3 separate regions of the Sus scrofa genome follow, and regions 2 and 3 are each linked to region 1. A link is a contact called in public Hi-C and promoter capture Hi-C data. All regions are on one chromosome and are shown on one strand. Each heading gives the region's core, a stretch centred on a gene start, on an enhancer-like site or on the middle of the called end of the contact. The rest is flanking DNA. Distances are from core to core; before and after follow the strand shown.

Region 1 (4,336 bases), core at 529-3,028:
AACGCTCCTTTCTACTTAGATTACCAAATCTCTCCTCTTATGACTTTCCTCCAGAGTTCAAGTCCTCTTGAACTTGGCATTCCCACCACCCCAAGTCTACACCCATTGTATTTGCTCACCCATCAAACATCTGTCTGAACTGCTCTCTCCCCATGCCCCCCCATTCAAATTCCTTCAAACATTCTTTCTTCCAACAAATTTTTTTGTGTGGATCTAGTATGTACCCCATACTGTCACAGCAGTAGGTACATCCCTTCACTTCCCATGTTGGGTCACTTTTACCTTGAAAATCTCTCGTCTGTCCATCTCACCTAAATTCTTTATTCAAATTTATTGAGAATCCCTCTTGGTTGAACCATGGCAACATAGCACCGAAAGTTAATTAGTTCTGCATGCCATTCATTCTACAGTGACCTCCTAGATTTAGCACTAACTACACCTGGGACACAGAAGTGGCTCTCTGTGGGAAGGGGACTGGAGAAGCAGAAACTAGATTAGTATGGACGGTGTATTTGCATATGAAGGAAGGCCTTTACAAATGACGTCAGCGTGACAATTCTGTTATTTCTGGGGTGTGGCTTTGGGCGGCTGGGAAGATTGTTGGAAGTCTGATGCTGAGTCTCCTGAGAGAACGCCGTCTCCCATCCCTTGAGTACTCAATAGCCACTTGTTGATTATCACCTTCTATGACAGGAGCCACGGATGCTGTGTTCTCCATCATATTCCGAGCTCCTAGGGCATCTGGCTCAAAGTAGGGGTTCAATAAATATCTGTGGAGGATTCTAGAAAGGCAGGGACATAGATGTTTTATTCACCACCTCAGGAAGGACAAAGACTAAGGAGCCTGAAGGAAAAAGAAATCGTGAGAGATGTTTCCCTCCCTTTAGAGCTTGGTGAATGTTTGCTCAGCGAAATAAATCACCCCCCCGCCCCCCGCACAACTCCAAAATCGGGCCCCTCACTCCGCTGCCAGGCCCTGGAGCGCAGCCACCATCTGGCCCAGGCCCTGGCTTCCCTCCCTCCGAGCCTGGGCTCCTGTTACCTCCCCTGCATACATCTGTACCCACCACAAGCCAAACAATTACACGCTCCCGCGTCCCCGCCTCGAGGTTCAGGACCTCGCGTCCCCACGGACCCCCAGCCACCGGTCCTGCCAAAGATCGGGGAAGCCTGCGGCCCGGCCTCCGCCCGCTGTGGGCTCCAGCACCCCCACCACCAGGCGCGCCAGGACCTCTTCCATGTGCTCGGCCCCCACTCTCCAGCCTCAGCCTGCTCGGGCTTGAGCCCGGAGCGCGGGAGGCCTGGCTACCCCGGCCCGGGCCCGACGCGCTCCTCGGGGCGGGACACGCCGGGAAGGCGGCAAGGCGGGAAGCGGCTGCAGCTGTGAGGCGCCCAGGGGCGGGCCGCGGGGCAGCCCGAGGCGGCAGGCCGGGCCGCGGGTATCCCTAGTAGGGGCGGCGCTCCAGCCCAGGCGGGGCTGGGCGAGAGGCGGCTCGCTCACTCACCACGGTACGGCGGGGCAGCGTGCCAGGGGTCCGGGACAGGGCCCGGCGGAGCCTCCGTGCCCGGCCGGAGCGATTCCCCCCGGAGCTCTCGGAGCCGCTGTCGTCCGAGATCACGATGAAGTCCTCCATGGCTGCGGGTCCCGGCCGAGCCAGCGCGCGGGCGGCCGGCGACCCAGGAGGCGGCAGCTAAGGGAGCGGCGGCGACTTCAGTTCCTGTGGCTGAGGCGGCGGCAGCGGCGGCGGCGGCGACAACCTGGGCCATCACCCTGCGCCCCGCCCCTTCCCGCCCCGAGCCCCGCCCCGTCGGCCAGGCCCCGCCCCGTCGGAGCCCCTCCCCCTGGCTGCGGGTAGCCTTCCGCTCGGTCGGAGCCGCGGTCACGGGGCTTGGCGGTGGCCCTCGTCCTTCGTTACTCAGGAGAAAAAAAGAGGGAGAGAGAGAGAGAAAATCAAGTCGCAGCCGGCTTGGCCCGGTGTTGGGGGCGGTCGCGCGGAACGGTGAGGCTGTGAGAACTTCCCCAGCTGCTGACTGAAGTGGGAAGTGAGGTGTGAACTGAGACCCCGGGAGAGAGGCCCTCCGGGTAGGACCTGGCCTCGGACTGGCGGCGTAAAGGGTGGCCTTGCCACCGACTGAGAGTGGTTGAGCTGGCCTCTGGCCGAGTGTGGGGAGAGAGGCTTCACTTCTTTGTACACATGTGCAGGTACCTCTGTAGAATCAATTCTTGGAAGTCTAATTACTGGGTCAAAGGCGATGTTTCTGTTGTTTCAATAAATGATGCCAAATGACTCCCCCAAGTTGTACCAGTGCGGTTTCACCAACAATCTATGTCGCTCACAAATTTAAACCGTGAGATTTAGAGATTTGTTCAGTTGGTAGCAGGATCAGAAATTGAAAAAATGCACAGAGAGAAGCGATGAAGGAGCAAACATCATAAATAATTACATGTTAGGAGTGAGCAAAAAAGATATACCCAGTGGAGGGAGAAGTGGTAGGTAGTCAGAGGACCAGATGGGATCTGTGTTACAATAAACGTGGGGTGGACACAGAATGTTGCTGCTCAGGCTCTAGCAATTTGGTGAAACGTATTAAGAGATCCAAAGGAAAACGTGTTTATGCAAAGGGGATTGGTTTCTTAAGCAATTGTTATCAGGTGCTCTTTTAGCACTGCCTAGAGCAGCAATTCTCAGACTTTAGTAAGCATCAGAATCACCCAGAGGCTTGTTAAAACACAGATTGCCACGCCCAACCCCAGGATTCTGACTCAGTTGGTATGAGGTGAGGCTGCCCAGTTTTCATTGCTAACAAGTGCCCAGGTGATGTGGATGCTGCTGTTCTGAGGACCACGCAATGAAAACCACTGGTCTGTGGCCCACTGGTTTCGGATGTTCTGATGGTGTGAAACCATCTTTGTGGTGAAGAGATTCATTGTCTTCACCAAATGCGATTAAACATTTAGCTTATTTAACTTATCTAGGCTTCTGGTACTCTTTACCTCTGTTACTACTTCTTTTCAGTCTCAGCTGACACTTGCTGCTCTAACTCCTTTATTTATTTATTTATTTATTTTTAATGATTTTTTTCCCATTATAGATGGTTTACAGTATTCTGTCAATTTTCTACTGTACAGCAAGGTGACCCAGTCACACATACATATATACATTCTTCTTTCTCACATTATCATGCTCCATCATAAGTGACTAGATATAGTTTCCAGGCTATACAGCAGGATCTCATTGCTTATCCATTCCAAAGGCAGTAGTTTGCATCTATTAACCCCAAATTCCCAGTCCATCCCGCTCCCTCCTCCCCTTGTCAGGAATTTGGCAGACTTGGCAACCACAAGTCTTTTCTCCAAGTCCATGATTTTCTTTTCTGTGGAAAAGTTCATTTGTGCCTTATATTAGATTCCAGATGTACGTGATAATCATATGGTATTTGTCTTTCTCTGACTTACTTAGTATGAGAGTCTCTAGTTCCATCCATGTTGCTGCAAATGGCATTAGTTTGTTCTTTTTTATGGCTGGAACTCACTCCTTTAAATCATGGTGTTTTCATGACCTTCATGTACTACTCCTTACACAATCTCAATCATTCCCATGCTTTAATGATAATTTTTATTCTGGTGACTCCCACATGTTTATCTCCAGCCCAGCCCAGTCCTCAAAGCTCCAGATGTACTTTTCAAATGTCTACTGAATCTCATAGGCATCTCAAGTTGAGTATGTCTAAAACTAAACTCAACTTCCCCTACCCCACCCTCCAAAAATAAAGCCCACTTCTCCTCTGTGTTCCCTACCTCAGTAGCTGGTCATACCAACAGCCAGCAATTGCTCAAGTAAGAAATCTGAGATTTATGCTTGGTTTCTATCCTTTCTTCATCAACAAATTCTGTCTGTCTTACCCACTAAGTGTTTCTTGCACTTACTATTTTCCGCCTCTACTGTTATGGTTCTAGGCAAGCTGAGATCACTTCTGGCCCAATCTACTGTCTTAGCCTCTTATCCAGTCTTCCTGAATCTATTCTTGTCCTTGTTCATCCCTTCCTCCACACTCAGTCAATGTGATCTTGAAGAAAGTATGTATTAAAGCCCTTTCTGTGGCTTCCTAATAACTCTATGTCTTAGTGTGCTCAGGCTGCCATAACAAAATGCCGTAGATTGGTGACTTAAACAGAAGTTTATTTTCTCACACTCCTAGAGGCTATGAAGTCCAGGATTAAGGTGCTGGCCAATTCAGTTTCTGGTGAAGACTCTTCTGGAGTTGCAGACTTCTGAGTTTATCTTCAAATGGCCTTTCCCCAGTGGGCGTATGTGGGGAGAGGGGAGAGGTGAGA
Region 2 (4,336 bases), core at 1,001-3,500, 440 kb after region 1:
ATGAACTTATTACATTTATAGCTGTACAATGTCCAGATGCCATTTTTCTAAGGCATCAGATTCTAAGGCATCAGAGAGCAAAGAATTTGTATAATGGATCTGCTCCAAGGGTCACTGCTCCTCTAGTTGTCCCCTCAGCTTCCTCTGCAGGAAGTGAGGAGGGGGAAGGAATAGCACCCCCTCCTTCACAGGTAACACCTTTCCATACCCACCCACGTGGGATTTCATTCAAACTTTTATGAAATACTAGGAGCATTCTAAGTATTTTACCGATCCAGAATTATTTCTACCTTTTGCTCTATAGCTCCTTGAACAACTGCAACCACAGATAGCCCTTTCCTGAAAGCCCATGGGACTTAAATCAAATGCTTGCACTCAATCTAACCCCTGAATCCATACTTAAAGCAATTACATATTAGAGCTGGGGAGAAAACTGGTAGATCCTCCTCTCCAAACACCATCTTTTTTTTCTTTTTTTTGGCTTTTCTAAGGCTGCACCCATGGCATATGGAGGTTCCCAGGCTAGGGGTCCAATCGGAGCTGTAGCCACCGGCCTACACCACAGCCACAGCAATGCCAGATCCGAGCTGTGTCTGGACCTATACCACAGCGCATGGCCATCCAGATCCTTAACCCACTGAGCGAGACCAGGGATTGAACCCGCAACCTCGTGGTTCCTGGTCGGATTCGTTAACCACTGAGCCACGACTGGAACTCCCAAACACCATCATTTTTTACAAGCCAGATACCTGTGGTCCTGAGGGGAGAAAGAACCTGCTTGAGGTCCCAGAACCTGATGGTGGAGCTTCCACTCATCCTCCCAGGTTTCCCTCTCATCTTACAGCTTGTATATGGCAAGATCAGCACCTTAAGAGCTGCAAAGCCTCCTTATCTACCTGTCTACCCACCTTGCACCTTTTACAATGCCTGGAACATGGAAGCAGCTCAGTAGACTGGGGATGGGCAAAGGACAAGCAAAGCTAGAGGCACCCAAGTCAAGATCTGGAAGAGGAGGGAGAATAGAGATTACGACTTTGAGAAAAGTATCCAGAAAATGCCATGGGGAATTCAGAAGGCCCATGGAGTGGTTAAGTGCCCTAGCTTTGAAGTCACTTGTGCTAAGCTTTTTCATTCAGGCACTCAGTGAGGGTCTACCTGATGCAGGGAACAGTGAGAGAAGCAAAACAGAGGCCATGATCACAAACAGAGAATCAAAGAAGCAAGTCAACAGTTAATTTCAACTGGTGACAAATGCTCTTAAAGAAAAAACACAGGAGTAATCTAATAAAGAATGTGTGCATGAGGGAGCAATTTCAAACAAGCAGCCAAGCGAGAGCATATTTGAGGAAGTAATATTTAAGCTGAGATTATAGGTGACCAACTGTGTGATTTAAGGCAGGTTACTCAACCTCTCTGAGCCCCAGCTTCCTTATCTGTATTAGGAAGGCAAAGCCAAGTACCTCCTGGGGCTGGATGAGTGTAAAGTAGGTAGACCCGAATTACCAGCCCACACTAAGTAGACACTGCGGCTACTGTCATTCTGAGAAGGTTAGCGACCTGTAACATGTGGGAAAGCTTAGGAGGTCAGCACAAAATGCAAGGTCCCAGAAGGACCACTATTCCAATTACCAGCCTCTTTCTTTCCTACCATATTGCAAGTTCTGGGGCAGGGGCCAGGTGGTCTCTGACCCTGGAGCCCCGCTCTGCGCAAGGAAGAGAAGCCAGGAAGCTAGGAACTTGAGGGGCAGGGGTTCGGTGCAACTGGGCCACTTCTCAATCGCTGGCGCCCGTCCCCATCGTGGCCTGTCCCCGCGGCAGCCATCTTGGGTGTCCCCCCGCGGCGAGTTTCGTCACGCGGCCGTGGGGACAGCGTGGCAGGGCGCTTGCGGGAGTGGATGGGTGGGCCTCCTCCCATCAGGGGTGACCCACTCCACTGCGGGGGCTCAGGGTGATCTCGGAGTAGGTCAGGCTGCTGGAGGTGGGGAGTTCAGGCAGCGGGATGGCAGGGGTCCCCAAAGTGCAGGGACGCCCCTGGCCGGGGGAGTCCCGGCTATGGTTTGGGGGCTTCTGACCTCTCAGCCCGGGGGTCTCCCTGCAACCACTCCGCAGGCGCGCGCCCCCGCTCCAGCTCGTGTCCCTCTGCCAGGCTCCCGGCGCGTCTCCCACTCACTGCATTCGGGCCGATCGCTCGCGACTCACCGCTCCCGGCGGGCCACCACTCGCGCCGCTTGCAGGACCTGCTCGGCGCCGCCTCCTCCGCCACCGGAAGCGTTTCTCCCGCCACGGCTGCCCCGCGCGCCGCCGCCGCCCGGAGCGCGCCCTCGGAGCGCGTCCCCGTGCGGAGCCACGCGGTCGGGCTGGGCCGGGCTGCGGACGCGCGCAGGCGGCCCTGGACTCGCCCTCCCGGTCGCTGCGCCCTGCGCGCGGTATCCTCCCGGTTCAGGCGCGATGGCCAGTGCCCGTGCTTTAGCCTCTGGCTCCATCGTGAACCTCAAGTTCATCCTCACCGTGGTATAGGTCTCTGCTGAGGCCAGTGCCGTGTTTTCCATTTTGGTTTTCCCTAGGGATGACTTCTTACTTGACCATTTCTCTGTTCCTAGTCAGCATCCACTCACTCACTCACTCATTTAAACCATTGTTTCCCAAAGTGTGGAATTTGGCACCACTGGGGCTACAAGGCGATTTTAGGTAATACAAGGGCCACGACCTGATTCGTGTCTTTAAAAATCAAGCTGACTGCTGTGTGAATAGGCTGTAGAGAAGGAGATGCTGAGGCAGAAAGGCCAGAACGAAGGCTGCCACCATGGTTAACCAGCGGAGAGATTGTTGCGGAAACCGCAAAAACTGTGGCAACGGAAGGAGACAAACAGCACTCGGAGATATGGAAAAGCAAGGTTTATTCAGCACCGGTGCGGGCTCAGAGGAGTCACCTCCAGAGTCTGAGCGCCAGGTCTTTGTTCTCAGTAACTTTTATACACTACAAGGTCTTGATTTTCCCAGGTAAGCATCCCGGACCTCCCCAATCCCCAAGCAGTGTTCCTCCCTAAGAAACTGAGCAAGCAAGGTTACAGAGCAGAACTGATAAGCAATACTGGGTACCTGATTAGCAGGGCTGCTGGCTTGGACAGAGAGCACACAGTTGTTACATTATTACAAGAAGGGTGGCATAGGGATTAGCACAGCTGGAAAGGCTTGCAGCTGCCTTCTTAGCCAAGGGGTGGGGGTGGGGGGTTGTTCTTTAGTTAAAACTCCATTTCATTCCCCCCTCTTGATGTTCAGGGTGCATCTGCACCCCTTTACAGATCATCACCAGTCATAACCCTTTGGTAGCCTCTAATAAGTAGCAGGTGGGAGGCTGTTTTTCTTTCAACCATGTTTTTTTATAAAAACCTTTTATAATATTTATCAGGAGAGGTACAAGGCAGGGAACAAGTAGGCACCCTGCGAGTATAACCATAATTATTCCGACCATTGTCTTAATTTCTCCCAACCAAGAGAACCATTTACCAAAGACACTGTCTGTATCCCATCCTTTCCAAGTTTGTACAGGTACATGGGCTAGTTTAGTCATGCGATCAGCAATTTCTTCTACCACCTTTTCAGTGTCATCTCTTTGTAGACAGCAATTACTTAAGTTAAATTTTCCACAAACCCCTCCTTTAGAAGCAAGTAAATAATCCAAGGCCAAGCGATTTTGGTAGATTGCACTGCGCATTTTAGTTTGTTGTTGGGCCAATATAGTCAAGGCCCTTGCAGTGTCATTTGTTATAAGTTCCAAAACCGCCTGTAGTCTGATGATACGGTTCAGCATATAGATAGGGGTGCGATATCCCCAAGAGCCATCCTCTGCCCAGGTGGCAGGTCCATAATATTGAATTATCCATTCTGGGGGCCATTTATCATCTTTCCGGTCTCCAATTTGGAGAGCCCTCCGGTCTCTCTGGGCACCCTGTGCCCTATGTATAGGAACTCCCAGTTGCTCCCCTAGTGACAGCGGGAGCAGGAAGAAGGAAGGTCTGATTGTTCCCAGTACACATGTCCCAGTCCAATTTGGGGGGGAGTATGGAATAGGCCATTTTTCCACAAATCCAATATAATCCCTTTGGTGCCCGCCACTGGATATTAGTACTGATATCTTCCCATGTTTGTCGAAGGAGGGAAAAGTTAGACAAGGGATTAAGCTTGGGCTCTGAGCGATTGGAGGCTGACCACCATTGAGTCTTTTGGGCAGTCAGATTATAATACCTTAGGCCTAAACATGTTAGGCTTCCAACTGAAACATTAAACCGTCCTCCCCGCCTCGCAAGACAATTTCTCCCTATAATAGCAGTTCTGA
Region 3 (4,336 bases), core at 1,232-3,731, 310 kb before region 1:
ATGTGCATTTACCCCATTTCCCAAGACTGCCTGCAGAATTAAGCCTCACTCACCCACTGTGGTAGCTGGCTTGATAACCACCTCTTATTGGATGCCTTCCCCTCCTGGGTCACCTTCCCACTCCCCTGCTGGTGTCCCTGCACCTCCCAAATAAACCACATTCCCTCAATCTTCATTTCAAGGTCTGTGAGCTGCCCCCAGGGTGCTGGATGCCATCCTATCCTTCCACACTGAGCATCTGGGCCCATCCATTTTGATCTCCTTTCTTGGCATCTCCCTTTCCCTCTTTACTGGCCCCCTCCCATCAGGATTTAAATGCCTCCAAGTCTCCTCCTATGCCCCTGTAGAGATGATCAGATCTCTTTTCTTCCTCCAAGCCTGAACTTTTAAAAGACTCATCTCCTTGCCCTCTGTACTTGCTTACTCCCATTCACTCATCAATCCCTGCCCACCCCACCACTCCACTGACTGTGCTTTCATCAAATTTCCCTTGTCTTTTTTTCAAGTCCAGAGGCCATCTCTCAGGCTAGATCTCGTCTTCCTGATGCACTTGACCATGACCTCCTTCTAGAACGTTCTCTCCCGGTGGCTTCTGAGACATCACACTCTCCTGGGTGTCTTCTGGCTTCTCAGGTCACTTCTTCTCATTCCTTTTCCCAGCTGGTTCCTCGAGGTGGGCCTGGGGCCCTTGTCTCACCCTATTTGGTCTATACTTTCCCCTCTTGCACTAGCACCCTTCTTGTAACTTCCATCACCAGCTCCCTGGTCTGTCTCCAGTCTTGGCCACTTCAGACTCTGTTTTGGATTCATATGTCTCAGTGTCACTGTTCCCTTCTTTCCCCAGGCTCATCCGCATCTGTCCTCCATCCATTTGGCTCCTCAAGGCAGAATCTCAGAGAAGCAGCAGAATCCTCTCTGCTTTCACTCTCACATCCCACCGCATGACCAAGATTTGTTGACTTTACCCCTAAATAGGTACCAAATCTGACCCTCCCTCTCCATCCCAATGGTTCAGGTAACATTTTTCTCTCACCTGGACAACTGATACGGCCTTCTCACTCATGCCCTAGTCCCGCTCCCAACCACACTCCTTCTGCCCCAGGGGCAGGGGGGGAGTAGCTTTTTAGATCACAGGTAGCTCCTTGCCACTTTTCATATCTTGTGAACCTGCTCAACCCTTGATGTCTTCATCTGCATCATTGAGCCAATACCATCCACCTTGAAGGACTGTAGGGAAACTAAAATGAAATGATGACTGTAAAGAGGCTGTGTAAACTATGAATCGAAGTACCCCCGTGGGCAATGAAAGAGCAATTTGCAGGGCCAGAAATATTAGAAAGCAGCCCTTGCATGGGTGTTGTCCGTGGTGCTGAAGATGGGTTCGGTACTCCAGTTTTTGCTTCCCTGGAAAACTGGCTAAAGACGTCAGTCTGATAGATTTTTTTTTTTTTTTCCTATTTGCCACCTAGATTTTTTTTTTTTTTCTTTTTAGGGCCGCACTCGCGGCATATGGAGGTTCCCAGCTAGGGGTCTAATTGGAGCTGTAGCTGCTGGCCTACATCACAGTCACAGCAACGCTGGATCCTTAACCCACTGAGCGAGGCCAGGGATTGAACCCGAAACCTCATGGTTCCTAGTCGGATTCGTTTCCACTGCCGCACGACAGAAACTCCCTATCTAGATTTTTTAAATTGTCTAAATGATCACGATGACTTATGGTTCACCAGGTAAGTGAGAGGGATAGAAAGTAAGTATGAAGTATGAGGTTTCAGGAGTTAGCCCCACTACTAACGAGCTGTGTAAGCACAGACAATTGACCTATTATTAATATCTCAGTTTTCTCATCTGAAAATGGAGATATAATACATTAGTATTAACTTGCGTATAAGTAACTGGAAATGGAAATTAGATGAAACCTTAAACAAAACTAAAGTAACGTTAGTTCTTACCTTGACTTGCTGCTTTACCATAAAACACTGCCCCGATATATATTAACGTTAGTTGTTACCATTTTTAGTCGGTGGTTTCACATACAAGTGAGGGGGTTTTAGCACCTCTTGGCAATTACAAACTTATTTTTCCTCCTCTGGGGAGTCAAAGGGGAGGAGACTATTTCTCTGTTAAGAAACGTCGAGGCAGGGTGGGCAGCAAGTCCTCACGTCCTTGGGAACTCAGATTCAGCTGTGGAAGCCCCTGAACATCTACCTCAGGCTCCGTCATCCTTCCAAGACCACTCACCACGAGGTGACAAATGTTAGTCCCATCCTGTAGACGGGTAAATTAAGTCTCCGAGAGACTTGCTGGAAGGCACCCAGGGGGAGGAGAACCCAGCTTGCACAGACTAGAGGGTGGGCGGGCACCCGAGCTAGAGAGGCCGGTAACGGGAAGGCGAAGGCACTCCCTCCTTCTCCCCCAGCCACTCAAGTCCTTCCACTCGAGGGAGCGTGGGTGGCGGCGAGACAAAGGGGAGGGGGCGGGGCGGAGGTGGGGGGCGAAGGCCGGAAGTGCGGCCAAGGCGGAGGCGGGAAATTCCGCGCAGGGGGAGCTCCGAGATCGCGCAGACGGGAGTCCCTATCCAGGAGCCGAGTATCCTCAGACAAGTGGCTTCCCCTCTCTGGGCCCCAATTTCTTGCTAGGTGAAAAAACGGAGGGCGTTCGCGGGGTTAGATTGTGTGAGATCTAAGAGGCAGCGCGCCCCGCCCTCAACAGGCGCGCAGCAAATGGGCAGCCTCTCCGCCCCTCAGTCTCCAGTCTGTGAAATGGGAACCGGTTCGAGGAGGGCGGGGAACCCAGGAGTCCAGGTGCCACGGTGAGGAGCGGCGGGTAAGGGGCACCCCTCCCTCCTTCAGGCCTCTGCTTCCCCACCGGCACCGCCCCCTCCCGGTTCTGAGGCCGCGAGTTGGCCAGCGCGCATGCCCGGGGCGGGGCGCAGGGCGGGAGAGCGGAGCTAGCTCGGAGGACGGCTGCACGGAGTCCGCCCGCCAGCCCGGCCGGAGGCAGCCGAGGCCGCTCGGGCGGCGGCGGCGGCGGCGGCGGCGGTGGCGGGAGCTGGAGCGCAGCGCGCGGAGGAGACGAAGCGGCGGCACAGCCGGGTAAGTGCCGCGCCCGCACCTGCTGCCCCTTCTAGGCTGACAGTGTCGACCCCCTTCTTCCGCTCGCGGCAGCCCCAGAGACGCTGTCCAGGGTCCTCGAGCGGCCTGGGTGGCGGGGCTCGGGTACGGTGCGCGGTGGTATATATCTGGGCGCCCGGGTGAATGTATGCGCTCCGCCAGGGTGGCGGGTGTCTATTTCCAGGCGCCTGACTGGGGCGGGGCGGGGGCGGGTCCGCAGTCCCAGCCAAGGACCCGAGGGGCCCTGCTGGTCAGCCTGACCCGTGTGTAGGACCCCCGCCCCATGCCTGGCCTCTCCGCCGCCTGCCGCTTTGTTTGGCACCGCGGTGCGGGAGGTGGCGCTTCCCGCCACCGCGGGGAGGGGGTCCGCCCGCATTGATTCATTTTTTCCCCCTGGAGCCAGCTCGGCGCTAGAGTGGTTCTACTGGCACCACTGAGCACACTCGCCGTCGCACGCCTAGTGTGGCACACACTCTGGGGCTCCGTCACACACAGTCGCACACTCAACGCTTGAAGCCACGGGTCTACGCACACTATGGCCCTTGATCATTCCATCAGACTCATACACAAGGCCACCTGTGCACCCACCCAGTACACCTTGCCATACACACCCAGGCATAGCTGCGCACTCACCCCAACCACTGCCTATCACAGCACACTCAATTCAGCAATACTCCCTGATCACAACACACTCGTAGCCACCCTCCTCTGGCCTGCGTGTGTGCCTGTTCACACCAGCTCATCACGGTCTCCCTCTCATGTACCCCCAGACCCTGGAGTAGGCGTGTCACACACTCCATCACACACTTTTACCTTGCTGTCCACCCGCTGCTCCTGCATGTCCACTCTTGCCCTCCTGTGGATGGATGGATGGATGCATGGTCTGGGGGCTGTTTCCGGATGTAAGCCTGGCTGTCGCCCTTTGCTAGACTCCATCTCCCCTCTAGCCCCAGGCAGGAAGCTTTGCTGCTTTGAGGGTTCTAGGAGGCAAGGGGATGAGAGGGTGAGGGACAGCACACTGAAATTGTCGTGCGGGTGCGCGCGCACGCACACACACACTGCACACTCTCACACCTGCCGAAGCCCCACAAGCCTCTGTCAATCGTGTCACCATGGGAGGAGATATTTGCAGGTGCCTGGCAGCCCTGGCTCCAGTTGGGAAGATACTCTAGAGGGAAAGGAACGGGCTGGCCCTGTCTCTGAGCCTGAGTAGGCATGCACAGGGG

What was found. Promoter capture Hi-C pulls out the DNA fragments that hold promoters and counts their contacts. A called contact is a pair of places that touch in the nucleus more often than the background predicts.
Region 2: a promoter capture Hi-C map of liver shows a contact between it and region 1, with 2.5 times the contacts expected there. The contact joins the promoter of SFXN1 here to the promoter of SIMC1 in region 1. A contact is called at or near these places in 1 of 5 promoter capture datasets (liver) and 1 of 47 Hi-C or Micro-C datasets (liver).
Region 3: a Hi-C map of embryonic fibroblasts shows a contact between it and region 1, with 1.8 times the contacts expected there. The contact joins the promoter of GPRIN1 here to the promoter of SIMC1 in region 1. A contact is called at or near these places in 4 of 47 Hi-C or Micro-C datasets (embryonic fibroblasts, mesenteric adipose tissue, omental adipose tissue and 1 more).

What each region holds. Positions count from the first base shown.
Region 1 is chr2:81,611,924-81,616,259 of Sscrofa11.1, forward strand. It overlaps SIMC1 (SUMO-interacting motif-containing protein 1), which reads right to left and starts at 1,779. Exons shown (of 10, transcript XM_005661476.3): 1 at 1,506-1,779. The coding sequence starts at 1,634.
Region 2 is chr2:82,055,307-82,059,642 of Sscrofa11.1, forward strand. It overlaps SFXN1 (sideroflexin 1), which reads right to left and starts at 2,251. Exons shown (of 11, transcript NM_001098602.2): 1 at 2,200-2,251.
Region 3 is chr2:81,305,251-81,309,586 of Sscrofa11.1, forward strand. It overlaps GPRIN1 (G protein-regulated inducer of neurite outgrowth 1), which reads left to right and starts at 2,482. Exons shown (of 3, transcript XM_021084418.1): 1 at 2,482-3,092. It overlaps LOC106509472 (a long non-coding RNA gene), which reads right to left. Exons shown (of 4, transcript XR_002341731.1): 3 at 3,924-4,090.